3 separate regions of the Zea mays genome follow, and regions 1 and 3 are each linked to region 2. Evidence: chromatin contacts called from public Hi-C data. All regions are on one chromosome and are shown on one strand. The core of a region is the stretch at or near the end of the contact, and the rest is flanking DNA. Distances in the headings are between cores, read along the strand shown. Region 1 holds the start of LOC100285815. Region 2 holds the start of LOC100191851. Region 3 holds the start of LOC100383543 (Pentatricopeptide repeat-containing protein chloroplastic).

Evidence for each region. Hi-C and Micro-C count contacts between places; a contact is called where the count stands out from the background.
Region 1: a Hi-C map of ear shows a contact between it and region 2, with 2.5 times the contacts expected there. The contact joins the promoter of LOC100285815 here to the promoter of LOC100191851 in region 2. A contact is called at or near these places in 2 of 25 Hi-C or Micro-C datasets (ear and endosperm).
Region 3: a contact with region 2 is called in a Hi-C map of endosperm, with 3 times the contacts expected there. The contact joins the promoter of LOC100383543 here to the promoter of LOC100191851 in region 2. A contact is called at or near these places in 3 of 25 Hi-C or Micro-C datasets (ear, endosperm and tassel).

Annotation. Positions count from the first base shown.
Region 1 is chr1:227,208,526-227,213,255 of Zm-B73-REFERENCE-NAM-5.0, forward strand. LOC100285815 reads right to left here and starts at 3,119. Exons shown (of 2, transcript NM_001158705.1): 1 at 2,339-3,119; 2 at 946-1,408. The coding sequence starts at 2,983. The coding sequence ends at 1,049. It overlaps LOC103645318 (la-related protein 6C), which reads left to right and starts at 4,227. Exons shown (of 10, transcript XM_008668391.3): 1 at 4,227-4,656. The coding sequence starts at 4,294.
Region 2 is chr1:226,684,009-226,688,629 of Zm-B73-REFERENCE-NAM-5.0, forward strand. It overlaps LOC100191851, which reads right to left and starts at 3,071. Exons shown (of 19, transcript NM_001137275.1): 1 at 2,915-3,071; 2 at 2,518-2,681; 3 at 2,329-2,441; 4 at 2,147-2,221; 5 at 1,947-2,060; 6 at 1,365-1,432; 7 at 1,189-1,272; 8 at 1,014-1,067; 9 at 837-917; 10 at 651-744; 11 at 420-493; 12 at 220-330; 13 at 87-131; 14 at 1-5. The coding sequence starts at 3,007.
Region 3 is chr1:227,404,723-227,409,029 of Zm-B73-REFERENCE-NAM-5.0, forward strand. It overlaps LOC100383543 (Pentatricopeptide repeat-containing protein chloroplastic), which reads left to right and starts at 1,853. Exons shown (of 1, transcript NM_001176191.1): 1 at 1,853-4,307. The coding sequence starts at 1,939. The coding sequence ends at 4,209.

The sequences.
Region 1 (4,730 bases), core at 1,869-4,368, 520 kb after region 2:
GAGGCCCATAAAAGAATATGGAGTTGACTGACTGATGATTGCACAGATCCCTTGGGTTGAAATAGATGGTGAATTTTCGTAGAGATTGGAAATAGGAAGATAGTGTATTTTCAATCTGAATTCTGAAACATATGGTCCAATATGGATAGATGTTGATGTAAGGTTGATTTGGAAAGGAAATTTGTGTTCCAAATAATTCTATATGGAAGCAATATCAATTTAACTCCAAAATACTACTAGCTAAACTATCATAGAACTTCTGAAAATGGTAGAATCAGCTTGTTATCTTTTAACCAAATATTTCTTGTTTGTTAGATCTTAGCACTTCAATTAAAAATCATGTCAAATCTCATTCAAACTAACCATGTTAACAATTTAAGTGGGTAAAAACTACAACCGAAAGGAAATGTGCAAGGTAACTAAAACTGAGTTAAAATAAATTAATTTGGCAGTTCAACCAAAAAAAAATCCTAGATGCTTCTCAAAACGCAGGATAAACTGAAGCATATATGTAATGATATTCAGTACTAAGCATACATTCCAAGGTCAGAATAAAAACGCTGCACTAGTGTCTGGAGATGTCATTAAGATTCAAGATGCCCAGCGCATGCACATATATTTTTAAGATGATCATAAATTTAATAAGATAAGCTACATAATCATACCTCAAATTAATGTTATACCAAGTACCTATAAGGCTATAACATATTAACATACACTCCCTCCGGTGAGGTAAAGACATCGCTTCTGACAGCAAATGGTCAGTTAACTCAATTGCTAAGTCGGTAAGTCCAGTAGGAACGGCATCTTTTCCCTACCAGAGACAGTAATAACAAAAGGTCCCGCAACCAACAAACTAACCTAAAAGTTAAAGGCAATGGATACCATGGAACTCGATGCAACACAACTATTGGGCACATGACATGTCTAAACATCTGGCCTTGGTGAGTAACAAAGGGGCAAAACTGCCAGAACTCAATTGATTCTTCGCAGTTCATATACAGCCCAAGCTTAGGAGCATAAGAGCACCGGTCAGAAACAAATTTGTCTATTCCTTTGTACAGTGAGCATCATTTCCATGCCTGGTACAGTGATTGTAACCAACACTAGTGAGAAATGCCCTTATCTCCTGTGCACTGCTGTTGCTAGCCTGCAGCAGGTGTTCATCTTCTTCATATATAAGGTAGGGAGCTTCACCTTTCCTCCTTGAAAGCAATTTTGATGCACCTCTCAGTACATGGTATTCCCAGCCTTGAACATCAACTTTGATCAGAAGAACTCTCTCAGTATCTGGAACAACTTCATCCAATGGAATTGTGGAAACTTCAACAGCAACTTCTGCATTAGACTTGAATGCTAACTTTGCACCAATTGCAGATATAGCACTGTTGTCAAGTCGGCCAATCACCTAGGTTACCAGAATACGCAATAAGTAGTGGAAAAAAGCAAAACAGAAGCATTACCCAGAAACATAGAAAGCAATTTGAGATTTATAGATCATGTAAATTTCTCTTGTAAAACTAGGAATCAGAATAATTGCCAAACTGTAATGTCTTACATGCATGTGGATCTTGTTTATGCACTTATGTCTTGCCTAATTTCAGATATGTGATAGTGGCAATCAATCAATCATGGTTGCACATGAATGTTCAAAGAAATATACAGGCTATAAATTCCTGAGAAAAATAGTAAGCCTATAATGAAAAGTTCATTCTTTTGCTTTAACAATATTAAAGTTTATCAGTATGAGATTGGACAAGTAATACTGATTTCCCATGGAAGCTTGTTCCTTAAGGAAGACATATCACAAAAGAAACAACGGCTAAAGTAAGTGTTCCTTGCCTTTGCTTTGAGCAAAATAGATTCTTGTTTCACCGAGGAAAAGAGAGTTCTCGATAAATTGACAATGTCAACATGAATTAACTAATTCAGTTCCATCTATTCCCCATTAATGTGAGTACATTTATGTTTCTGGCTTTCTGCTTCACGGATATGATAATTTTTTGGACATTTCTAATAATAGCAAGCATAATTCCTATTTCGGTATTTCGGCGCCCCGGTTAGTGAAGCACCACTATACCAGAGAAGCTTTCTAGTTATGAATCAAGTGTAGACTGTAGAGCCTATGGGGGACTTGGTTACAATTCCGACTCTAATTACAGTGACATCCATGCAAGCTTGTTCTGCCAATAACATGATCAAAGTGCCATACATAGAGACCAGTATGCAAAAGATGTCCATTCATTGGGTAAAAGAACACAGCACTTTCCAATTCTAAATGACTGCGTTTAGCAATTATAACAGTGACAACACAAAGTTGCATGATCAGAACCATTACCTTGTGCATCGTAGTAGTCCCAACTCGATCAGAAGCTGCAGCGTGATACACCACAACGCGGTCCTGCACCCGGTTGAGGTAGACCCCATCACATATCCGCTGCAGGTTCTCCAACACGGGCTCGAATGCAAGCACCCGGAACCCCATCACGGCGGCCGCGAATGATGCCATCCCAACATTGGCACCCACGTCCACCACCAAACCACCGGATGGTTCCCCCTTCCCCACCTCCCCGCCGAGCAACTCCTGGATGGTCTCGGAGATGTCGGGCTTGCGGAAGCGCTTGCCCTTGAGGAGACGAGCGATGTTCTTGTGGGGGTGGTCGGGGAGGGTACCCATGTCGGCGAGCGAGTAGAAGAAGGGGTAGGGCACGCCCTCCACAAGGTTGGCGACCATCGGGGAAGCCTGCGGCGAGGCGTAGCAGTCAAAGGAGCGGAGGTTGACTGGAACATGGCGGGAGGAGGAGGAGGAGGTGGTGGTGGTGGAGAAGGTTAGATCCGTCGCTTTGGAGAGCACGAAGAGGAGCAGCAGGAGGATCGGTAGGAGGAGCAGGACGGTTCTGGGAGTAGAGGAGGCCGCCGTGGGAGCGTGCCGACGCCAGGGAGCGGCCGGTGGCACCGGCGGTGCGGCCGGCGGTGCAGGCATTCGGGCTTTGCGGGAGCAGCAGCAGCCGACGGCGGTGCCGGGTAACGTGGGAAGGCCGCCGGGCTCCGGGTATTGCGCTCCGGCGCTGGCCCGGTAGTACGGCAAAAGTGACTCGTTGAGCTGTCCAGCATTTGTGGGCCGAGACAACGTAATTTGGGCCTGGCTTAACTATACGGAGGCTCGCACGATGGACTGGAGATCTCAGAAACCGTGAGCTGTGAAAAAAAAGTACGGATTATACGCTGAAAAAAATATAATATGTTAGTTTAAAACAACTATAAAATATATCTCTTCTTTTTATATTTGTTAAAACAGTTGTCAGTTATTTTGTTTATGTACAGATTTAAAAAAACAAGTTGGAAGCCAAAAACATGGCTTAAGATGCTGTGAAATTTATGCTACCGAAAAGCACCAGCCTTAAAAATTTATCTGGACTGTAACTAACTAGCTGTCCAGTTAGTTAGCGTTCTTTTTTTTAGGAGAAGTACTTTTCTGAAGCTTTGGATTCCAAACCTGCTCTTGCTTCCAAAAAAATCAAAAGACCAACCAAAGGGATAGACTTTCACAAAAACAGCTTCTATATATATAGGCAGTTGTTTTGCTAAATGCTCTATGAAAACAACCAGTGGAGCTGGAGCTCAAGCTAAAAACAGAGCCATGCTAAATCGTATCTAAGATAGCGGTTACATCCGGATCCAGTCGAAGATCTTGCAAAAATCAAGATCCTTAGCTGAGGGGACCAACTCTGCAAAAGAAAATGCGATGAAATGGGTGGTGTATCTTTAGATTTGTTAGGATAAAGTCTATGCTTTGAAATTATAGGATGATTGCTGCAAATTGTTAACTATGCGAAATAAAATGTGTTAAAATAGAGAGGATTTGACAGGGTGAATGGGTTTGAAATCGTCGCTACATATTTTTCACAAATTTTTTTTACCTAAAACGACCGCTTGTGTTAAAATAGAGAAAATTTGGATGGAATGGAATGACTTGGGGCCCTTGTCAGCATATCTAATGCTACTCGGGTCGTTGGTGGGGTGGGAACTAGTCTGAACACAGCAGCATGGAGGCTGGCTGAGTTCCTATCAAATTCTTTTCTTCCTACTTTAACGGATGACAGAGTTCCTATCACTTTTTTTATATAAAAAAAAACTAGTCCGTATGCTAGAAACGCTCCCACCTCACAAAATATTACGCTGAGTGAGAAGAGGTCAAACACGTACGCTATATGCTTACACGTGGATGCAGCGGGCAGCCCCAGGCTGGCACAGGCTCGATCGCATCAGCAGTCGTCGACGGAACAAGAGGCGATGGCACAGGACGGCCGCGCCCGCGAGAGCTCCAGCAAGGCGGCGTCGGCTGGCAGCGGCGGCTGCTCCATGCCGTTCAGGCTCAACGTGCACGCGCGGGAGTTCGTCCCGGTGGCCAGCCCTTTGGCGGCGGCCGCCGCCGGCGGCGGCTACTATTCTCCGTTCGTGCAGCTTTCCGGCGATGGCGGGCTGGGCACGGACTGGATGAACTTCTTTGCCGAGCCGGACCCCACGTCGCCGTCGTCCTTCCTGCCGGACTTTGGACACTGCGACATCCTCAGAGCTACCGGCGGCATCAATGGCTACCCTAACCCCAAAGGCGGCGCAAGTGTGGCCGACATCGCAGATAAGATTGTCAAGCAGGTTCGGAACCTCCTCGCTTAATTATTCTGCTGTTTCCGGTGCACATTACTCGCGTCGCTTGACGCCGAGTCACC
Region 2 (4,621 bases), core at 1,821-4,320:
TCAATCTGAAAACAATAGGACACTATAACACCAATAATTACATTAAGTTTTGATTGAGTTGTTGTTGGGCATTCAGAATCACAAACTTGGGACAACTGCGCAGAGTTATCTGATTCTTGGTGGAGCAGCAGCTGAGTGAAATATTACAAATTGTTAATCCAGAATTTATCTTAATGTTACAAACATTAAGAAAATCCAACTTTGCTAGCAATGCAATACCTCTCTCCTGATGAAGGGTGGCAAGAACTGGAACAGAGCAGCTGCCCACGGAGACAGTTGTGATGACATCTCAGCCACAGGAACATTACTGTTGTGAAGGATATTGATTTCCTGGAATATTTGAACAGAAAACAAGAAGATGGAACTGAAATAATGCTATTTATCATCCCGTTGTTTCCATGAAGATAGATCACACATACCTGAATAAGAGCATACATTTCTGGAATGCTTTCTATAAGTCCTTCGGGAATAACAAGCACACCATGATATTTCCCTGAAGATGGATAACCAGTCTTTTAGTGTATGATTTATAAAATATCCCGATACCTTGATTGACTAGAAAATTTTTTTAGAAAATTTACCTCAACCAAAGGTACAAACTTTTTTTCCTACTAACTGCTGCAACATAACAATCAAAGAACTGTACAAACCTAATTCTGCCCTTGCTTGTACTCCATCACATATCTTGCTTATAATTTCCATCAGTGTGAGTTTTGACAATGCTACCTCCTCGCCTAAGATGAGCTGCAAAGAGAAATTGAAAAAAAAGGATGCTGATGCTCTTTCTTCATTTCATATAGTAGAGAGTTATAACCACAGATTTGATAAAATCATACCATGTTTGGGTGTGACTGAAGTGCACATTCAAAGGCAACATGAGATGCTTTTCGTCCCATCAGACGAACAAAATAATAGTACTGATAGGAAGAAAAAAACATCAGCCATGGTTCTTAGTAGTAATAATGGTTGCAGCCTGCTTAGTTACTAATCCAAATGGGTGACAAGATAATTACCTTTCCAGCTGAGATCGCATCAAGACAAACATTGCTTACAAGCTGTGAATTAACCTGAAAAGTAGTTACCACACAAAATGACATTAGTGACAGATTGGCAATGGTATGTCATATTTGATTACAGTTCCATCAGGATCTACACATTATGCAAAATTTCTACTAGACTGCGCTTTACCTTACATACTGTATCAAATCCAACTGTTGTTTCAACAAACTGGTTCTTGAGGTCACCATTCAATGAAACTGGCACACCAACAACCTGTTTAATGAAGGTTTTGGATTCTTAGGAGTCTTATATGTGCTCCAAGAATATGAGCATTTAAAAACAGTTTAGACTAATAATGGTTATACCTTGGTCTTACAGTTATTCTGAATAAGGGTCTCCGCAAGCTGTGCAGCATCTGAATTGGAGGTCACACCTGTAGACCAAGTGAGAACGATGTTTTTTTAAATGCTAGTTTGAACCACTAGAAAAATCCAGGTAATTCTAATGATAAACATGTATTGAGTTTTCACATGTTAGAACATAACAAAATTTAAACTGGTTGGATGGTCACCAACTGCATGGTAAATTTGTTTATAAAATACTCTCTCTGTCGCAAAATATAATTTGTTTTAGATTAAACATACATTCATTAATTGATCTATGAATGTTGTTTGTATGTCTGCATTCATTATTATTCATTCGAATGTGGACAGAAAAAAGGCTAGAAAGAATTATATTTAGGACAGAGGAGATAAAAATCATCACTAGTGAAAATTATTGATTTCTTTGCCGAGTGCCCGAAAAAAACACTCCGCAAACCCATCGGCACTCGGCAAAGAGCCGGATTCCGGTAGTGACTTGTGGCATGTCCATGCAAATTATGTCAAAACAAAAGGTGGACGGATTTTGGTAGCCTTTTGTGGGCATTGGGTGTCCTTAATTAGTACCTCCAATGATGACCAACCCATCCAAGTTCAGACTGTGGCATGTTGTCATTGCAGCATTCACTTGCTTAGTAGTGCGGATCTGATCGATACTCCTACCGAGCAAATCGAAACCACCTTGAAAAGAGCAAACAAAATATCCCAGTATTGAGAATAACAGAAACCTGGCCACAATTAGTTAGGGGAGAACAAGTGAAGCCAACCTTGGTTCTTATAGGAAGCAAGAACATCGTCTGTGATCTCCAACGTCTTGTTTGCAAACAGTCCCTCCGTGCCACCTATAACACGAAGCACACAAATCTTAAAAAAGATACTGGAGGAAAAGGTACTTTGTATAAATAGCCAAAAATGTGACCGAATAGGTAATTTGCGAGATTTTGGTTACCGACGAATCCGTAGAGCAAGCTCTGAGGATTGTAGGCTTTAAGTGCGTCATGGAGGCCCCAGACGACGTTGTGCCCTCCCGGCGACTGCCTCCCAGAGAACACCACGCCCACCCTGCAAGGAAGCAAATTCAGGCAAGCCTCGCGCGATCTCGCACGCACATGATTAGACAGGGCGTCATGAGGCGGGCCTGATCGGGTGGCGCTCCTCAACGGCGCCGGCGCCGGCGGCCGGCGCGACGAAGCTGACGAGCGGCTGGCCAAAGGTGTGCGGGAAGGCCTGCGCGACGGCTTGGGCACAGGTGGGATCGATGGTTGTGGTCGCGTCACCGTACTCCGCCCTTACCGTCGGTCCCTGGAGGAGAAGGAAGGAATTGGGTCAAAAGTCAAAACCGATTGTTTGGCCGTCGATAGATAGAGGAATCAAGAAGGGTAAACCCCCAATAACCCCTCCCAATCACCACCACCAAAAAATCATGAGGGATCAGAATCACGCCCAGCAGAGACGGGGGAGAGATGTCAGATGAGCAGGCGGACAGGAATCGCACAGATGAAAGGCGGGTGATCGCTCGACCAAATGGGAATCACCTGGAGGCATGGCGGGAGGCGGGGCTGGTACAGGGCCCGCCGCTGCTGCAGGCCTCCCGCGAGCTCCTTGGGCGCGCCGAAGTCGGCGTTCATCTCTCTTCTTCTTGGCTACTCGATCTTTGGTCACGGATGCCTCCTCTGATCCTCTCACTTGCTCTCACTGCAGCTCTGCTGATTCACAGCGGTGGTCGCTTTCTTGTAGAGGGGAGAAAGCGAGGTGGGTGGGGATAAGAGCGAGAGCCGAGAGGTACAGGCATGCTGCGGCGCCGGCTGATTCACTGTTGGTTTCGATTGTCCGTGGCAGTTGAGATAGCGTAGTCGATAGCGAGAGTGATCCTCGAGTCCACTTCCACTTCTCCCCGACTGCTGCGCTGGCGCGCTTGTGGTTTCCTTCATGCCTTCTCTGTGGGTGGGTTGGTGCCTACGGGCGCTGCCGCCTGGGGGTGGTTTTGGCGCGCTTGTGGTTTCCTTCATGCCTGGCGCGCTTGTGGTTTCCTTCATGCCTTCTCTCGTGGTTTTGTGATTGTGTTATTTAGCCATTGTTTGGAAGGGAGGGGATTGAGGGCTAAAATCCCCTCCAATCTCTTTCTTTCAAAAAAAATTTAACGAAAGGAGTGTGATTGTGTTATGTTAAGTTAAACCTTCTTTGCATCACATACATGTTACAGAGATGGAGATCTTGTTACTAATCGCTGTTTTCTAGCACATACATGGCATTACAAGTCCGATGATGAGCAAGTGTCTGGCAATAAAAAACATGAAATTTAGGATGCTCAATCATCTTGCCCTCGTATGTTATCTCCATCAACTCTCCTATTTCATCCCCTATCACGTTGCTATTTACAGTGCAAATAGTGTTTATACGACCATATGCACGACCTGCTGACTTAGAAAGGTTATCAACTATCTTATGCTGGTTCCAGTGAACCAGTGTCTTGTCGATCGCCACATCAACTATTGATCGTACTGTCGACTGTGCTACTCATCATCAATCTTTATTTACTGTAACGTCGATCGTACTGCCGAGCGCATCCCCTCTAGTTGAAGCATATAAGTCAAACTCCATAGCCTTTCATGGGTATCTAGAGACCAACCAGATCTCATAAACTGTGACTAGCATTTAACGTACCCATATATATATGTTCCTCTTGAAAGGGAAATGTGCCTTTGGGCGATTTCTATAATGTTTTGGTGATTAAATGCCCAACACAATTGATTAAGTTCTTATGTGCTAAACAATGTGTGAAAAGTGCAAATTAAAGTACAAGGTATGTTTCTAGACTTAGTATATTATTTTGTACACTAATGTGTTTCTCTAAGTGCTAGAAACAGGGCTAAGAGAAGAAGTAATGCAATGGAAAAGTCTTGGCTGTGTGCAGCCAAACTCCAGCTCGGCCTGGCACACCGGACTGTCCGGTGCCCCAGGCTAGCCGACGGTGAACCAGCTGCTCTCGGAAATCGACGGAGTTGTACGGCTATAAATCACCAGACTGTCCGGTGAGTCATCCGCGACGAACTCGTCGGTCTCGGGAAATGAAAAAGCGACGTGGCTAAAATTCACCGGACTGTCCGGTGAGCCAACGGCGCTCGCGGCCAACGGTCGGCTGCGCAATCTGCGGGCGACGCGTGTCTCGCTCCAACGGTCGGTTGGGCACACCGGACTGTCCGGTGTGCACCAGACAGTGTCCGGTGCGCCAACGGGCCCGG
Region 3 (4,307 bases), core at 603-3,102, 720 kb after region 2:
ACCGGACTGTCCGGTGGCCCACATGTCAGAAGCTCCAATGGTCGAACCCTAACGGTTGGGTGACATGGCTAGCGCATCGAACAGTGTCCGGTGGCGTACCGGACTGCCCGGTGCGCCCTTCGACAGCAGCTTTCCCCCAACGGACACTTTGGTGGTTAGGGCTATAAATACCCCCAACCACCAACACTTCAAGGCATCCAAGTTTTCAGCCAACACATTCAATACAAGAGCTAGTGCATTCAATACAAGACACAATTAGAGTGAATCAAAATCTCTCCAAGTCCCAATTCCACTCAAAGCAATAGTGACTAGAAGAGAGAGTTTTTGCCGTGTTCTTTTGAGCTCTTGCGCTTGGATCACTTTTCTTCTTCCTCCATTCTTGTTCTCAACTCACTTGTAATCAAAGCAAGAGACACCAAGTTGTGGTGGTCCTTGTAATGGACTAAGTGTCTCGTTTGATTGAAGAGAAAAGCTCACTCGGTCTAGGTGACCGTTTGAGAGAGGGAAAGGGTTGAAAGAGACCAGATCTTTGTGACCACCTCAACGGGGAGTAGGTTTGCAAGAACTGAACCTCGGTAAAACAAATCACCGTGTCATTCGCTCTTATTTGCTTGTGATTTGTTTTCGCCCTATCTTTCGGACTCGATTATATTTCTAGCGCTAACCTCGGCTTGTAGTTGTGCTTAAAGTTTATAAATTTTAGATTTGCCTATTCACCCCCCTCTAGGCGACTTTCAAATAGTATGTCTAGCTAAAAAATCACAGCTAAGAATGTAGCCATGTAATTGTGGTGGCTAGATTATTGAGTTACTTACTCTAATTACTATGTTAAAAGCCAGATGTGTCTGAAAGCGCTGCACCTTTCATAAAAGCAACATCTCTATATTTATATGCATGGTTCAACTCCTTATATGATAGAGTATATAACTAGGACTTCTAAGTTGATACAGGTTATAAAATTAATTTATGACACAATCTATTAGAAAATCTACCATAAAAAGGAATTAACTTGGACACGTATTTTAACACAGAGAAGAAATAGACACCATTAGTTGGTAGTGGCAGTTTAGAACTGTCGAGCTCTAGTGATCCGGGTTCTATATTGACCAGCTACATGATACATGGAATTTATAAACCATCTCTAGAGGAGTCCTCTATATTTTTTTTATGATGATCTATTACAGACTCCTCTAAAAGAATTTATTTTATATATCTCATTCATCATCAACAACATCCTCTATATCTCGTTTTCTATACATCAAAGGCTCGTATTACATATGTTTTTCTCTAAATTTTTATACATATGTATTTTACACCCTTAAATATATTGTACATATTTAAATTTACTTAATTCTTTGTCTAAAGTATAAAAATTGATAGAGCAGAGAAGACAAAGTCCTTATAAAGAGAGAATGTATGAGTGTCTTCTGTATTTAGAGGAGACTTTAGATAATAATATCATTGAAGACTATAGATAAGAGAATATTCTACGTATTTATTAGAATTCGAATATATGAGGGTTAGGCAAAGCATCAGTAGAGACGGGAATCACAAAAAAAATGCAGGAGTCTGATGAAAAGAAAAAAAAAATCACGACAGCCAAAGGAACACAAAAAACAAGGAGCGTAGGGGCCAAACCAAAAAGGAGGGAAAAAAAAGCCTTGTACAGCTGTACCCTATCTTTTCGGCTTCAAGTCACGGTGCCGCACTGCTTCTTCCTCTTCCCTTCTGTTCGCCAGCGCGCAAGTTCTGGAAGTGGAAGTGGAAGCTTTCGTTTGTTCCCTTTCACCCGCCTTCTTGTCAATTGCTCCCAATACCCAAGGTCCCAACAACTACAATCCCCTTGACCCATTTGCTTCATTTGCACCGCCGGCCTCTGAGCTTACCATCCCTTGTAGCCCAGAAGAACGCGCACCAAATGCTTGCGACATTGTCACAATGGCCGCCACGTCGTACCTAGCTTCCTTCTCCCGCGCTTCGCCAGCACCAGCGGCGGCGTCTGCGTGCCTGTGCAATGTCCATGCCTGGCCACCCGCGCTGCGGCCTCGGCCTCGCCGGCGTCGTCCCCGTCCCGCGCCCCTCCGGGTTTACGCCATCTCCGACCAAGACCGGCTCCTCACCGCTCTGCGCGAGCAGGCGGACCCCGAGGCAGCGCTCCAGATGCTGAACTCGGCGCTCGCGCGGGAGGACTTCGCCCCCAGCCGCGCCGTGTACGAGGAGATCATCCAGAAGCTCGGCACGGCCGGCGCGTTCGACTTGATGGAGGGGCTTGTCCGGGAGATGCGGCGGGAAGGGCATGAGGCCGGGGCTGGCGTGGTGCGGTCTTTTGTCGAGAGCTACGCGCGGCTGCGGCGGTTCGACGATGCCGTGGACCTAGTTCGGAACCAGCTGAACACCTTCGGGGTTCAGGCGGACACGGCGGTGTACAACCACCTCCTCAATGTCCTTGCGGAGGGGAGCAGGATGAAGCTCCTGGAGTCGGTCTACAACGAGATGACTGATCGCGGGATTCAGCCTGATGTTGTGACACTCAACACGCTGATCAAGGCGCTGTGCCGGGCGCATCAGGTCAGGACCGCGGTCTTGATGCTGGAGGAGATGTCGAGCCATGCTGTGGCGCCTGATGAGACCACATTCACCACGTTGATGCAAGGATTTATTGAGGAGGGAAGCATTGAGGCGGCTCTGAGGGTGAAGACAAAGATGATGGAAACTGGATGCTCACCAACAAGGGTAACTGTCAATGTTCTGATTAATGGCTACTGCAAGATGGGAAGAGTGGAAGATGCGCTTGGCTACATACAGAAAGAGATTGCTGATGGATTTGAACCTGATCAGGTCACATATAATACTTTTGTTCATTGTTTGTGCCAAAACGGACATGTCAGCCATGCCTTGAAAGTCATGGATCTGATGCTTCAGGAGGGCCATGATCCTGATGTTTTCACCTACAATACTGTTATCAACTGCCTCAGTAAAAATGGAGAGCTTGATGAGGCCAAGGGAATTGTAAATCAGATGGTGGATAGGGGTTGTTTGCCTGACACCACAACGTTCAACACTCTCATTGTTGCTCTGTGCTCACAGAATCGACTTGAGGAAGCATTGGACCTTGCACGTGAGCTAACTGTGAAGGGACTTTCTCCAGATGTCTATACTTTCAATATTTTGATAAATGCCCTTTGCAAGGTAGGAGATCCTCATCTTGGCATTCGATTGTTTGAGGAGATGAAGAGCAGTGGATGCGCTCCTGATGAAGTTACATACAACATTTTGATTGATCATCTTTGCTCAATGGGGAAGCTTGTAAATGCTTTGGATTTATTGAAGGAGATGGAATCCAATGGTTGCCCTCGGAGTACAGTGACATATAACACAATAATTGATGCATTATGCAAGCAAATGAGAATAGAAGAAGCTGAGGAGGTTTTTGATCAAATGGATGCACATGGTATTTCAAGGAGTGCTGTCACATTTAATACTCTTATTGATGGCTTGTGCAAGGCCAAGAGGATCGATGACGCAACAGAACTTATTGAGCAAATGGTGAAGGAAGGATTACAACCTAGTAATATCACTTATAATTCTATTCTAACACATTACTGCAAGCAGGGGGACCTCAAGAAGGCAGCTGATATTTTAGAAACTATGACAGCAAATGGATTTGAAATTGATGTTGTCACATATGGAACACTCATTAATGGTCTATGCAAGGCTGGTAGGACTCAGGTTGCTTTGAAGCTTTTAAGAGGCATGCGAATTAAAGGGATTAGACCTACTCCAAAAGCTTACAACCCGGTGATACAGTCTTTGTTTAGACGGAATAATTTAAGAGATGCTCTTAGTCTTTTCAGGGAGATGACTGAGGTGGGTGAGCCTCCTGATGCCCTCACATATAAGATTGTTTTCCGTGGTCTGTGTCGTGGTGGAGGGCCTATCAAAGAAGCTTTTGATTTCTTGGTGGAGATGGTGAATAAGGGTTTCATGCCTGAGTTTTCATCCTTTCGAATGCTAGCTGAAGGTCTATTGAATCTGGGCATGGATGATTATCTTATTAGTGCTATTGAACTAATTATAGAGAAGGCCAAATTCAGAGAATCTGATGTTTCTGCTATAAGAGGATATCTCAAGATCCGCAAGTATTATGATGCATTAGCAACTTTCGGCCGTCTCCTAGAGATAAACAACCCTCAGTGGACGTATCGTTGATACAGCATGCCTGAGAATGTATCATGTAAATGATGGAGCAGATGAAAAATTCCGCGGTTGCTAGATTGGCTTAAACTTTTGCAGCAGTGGTGTAATAG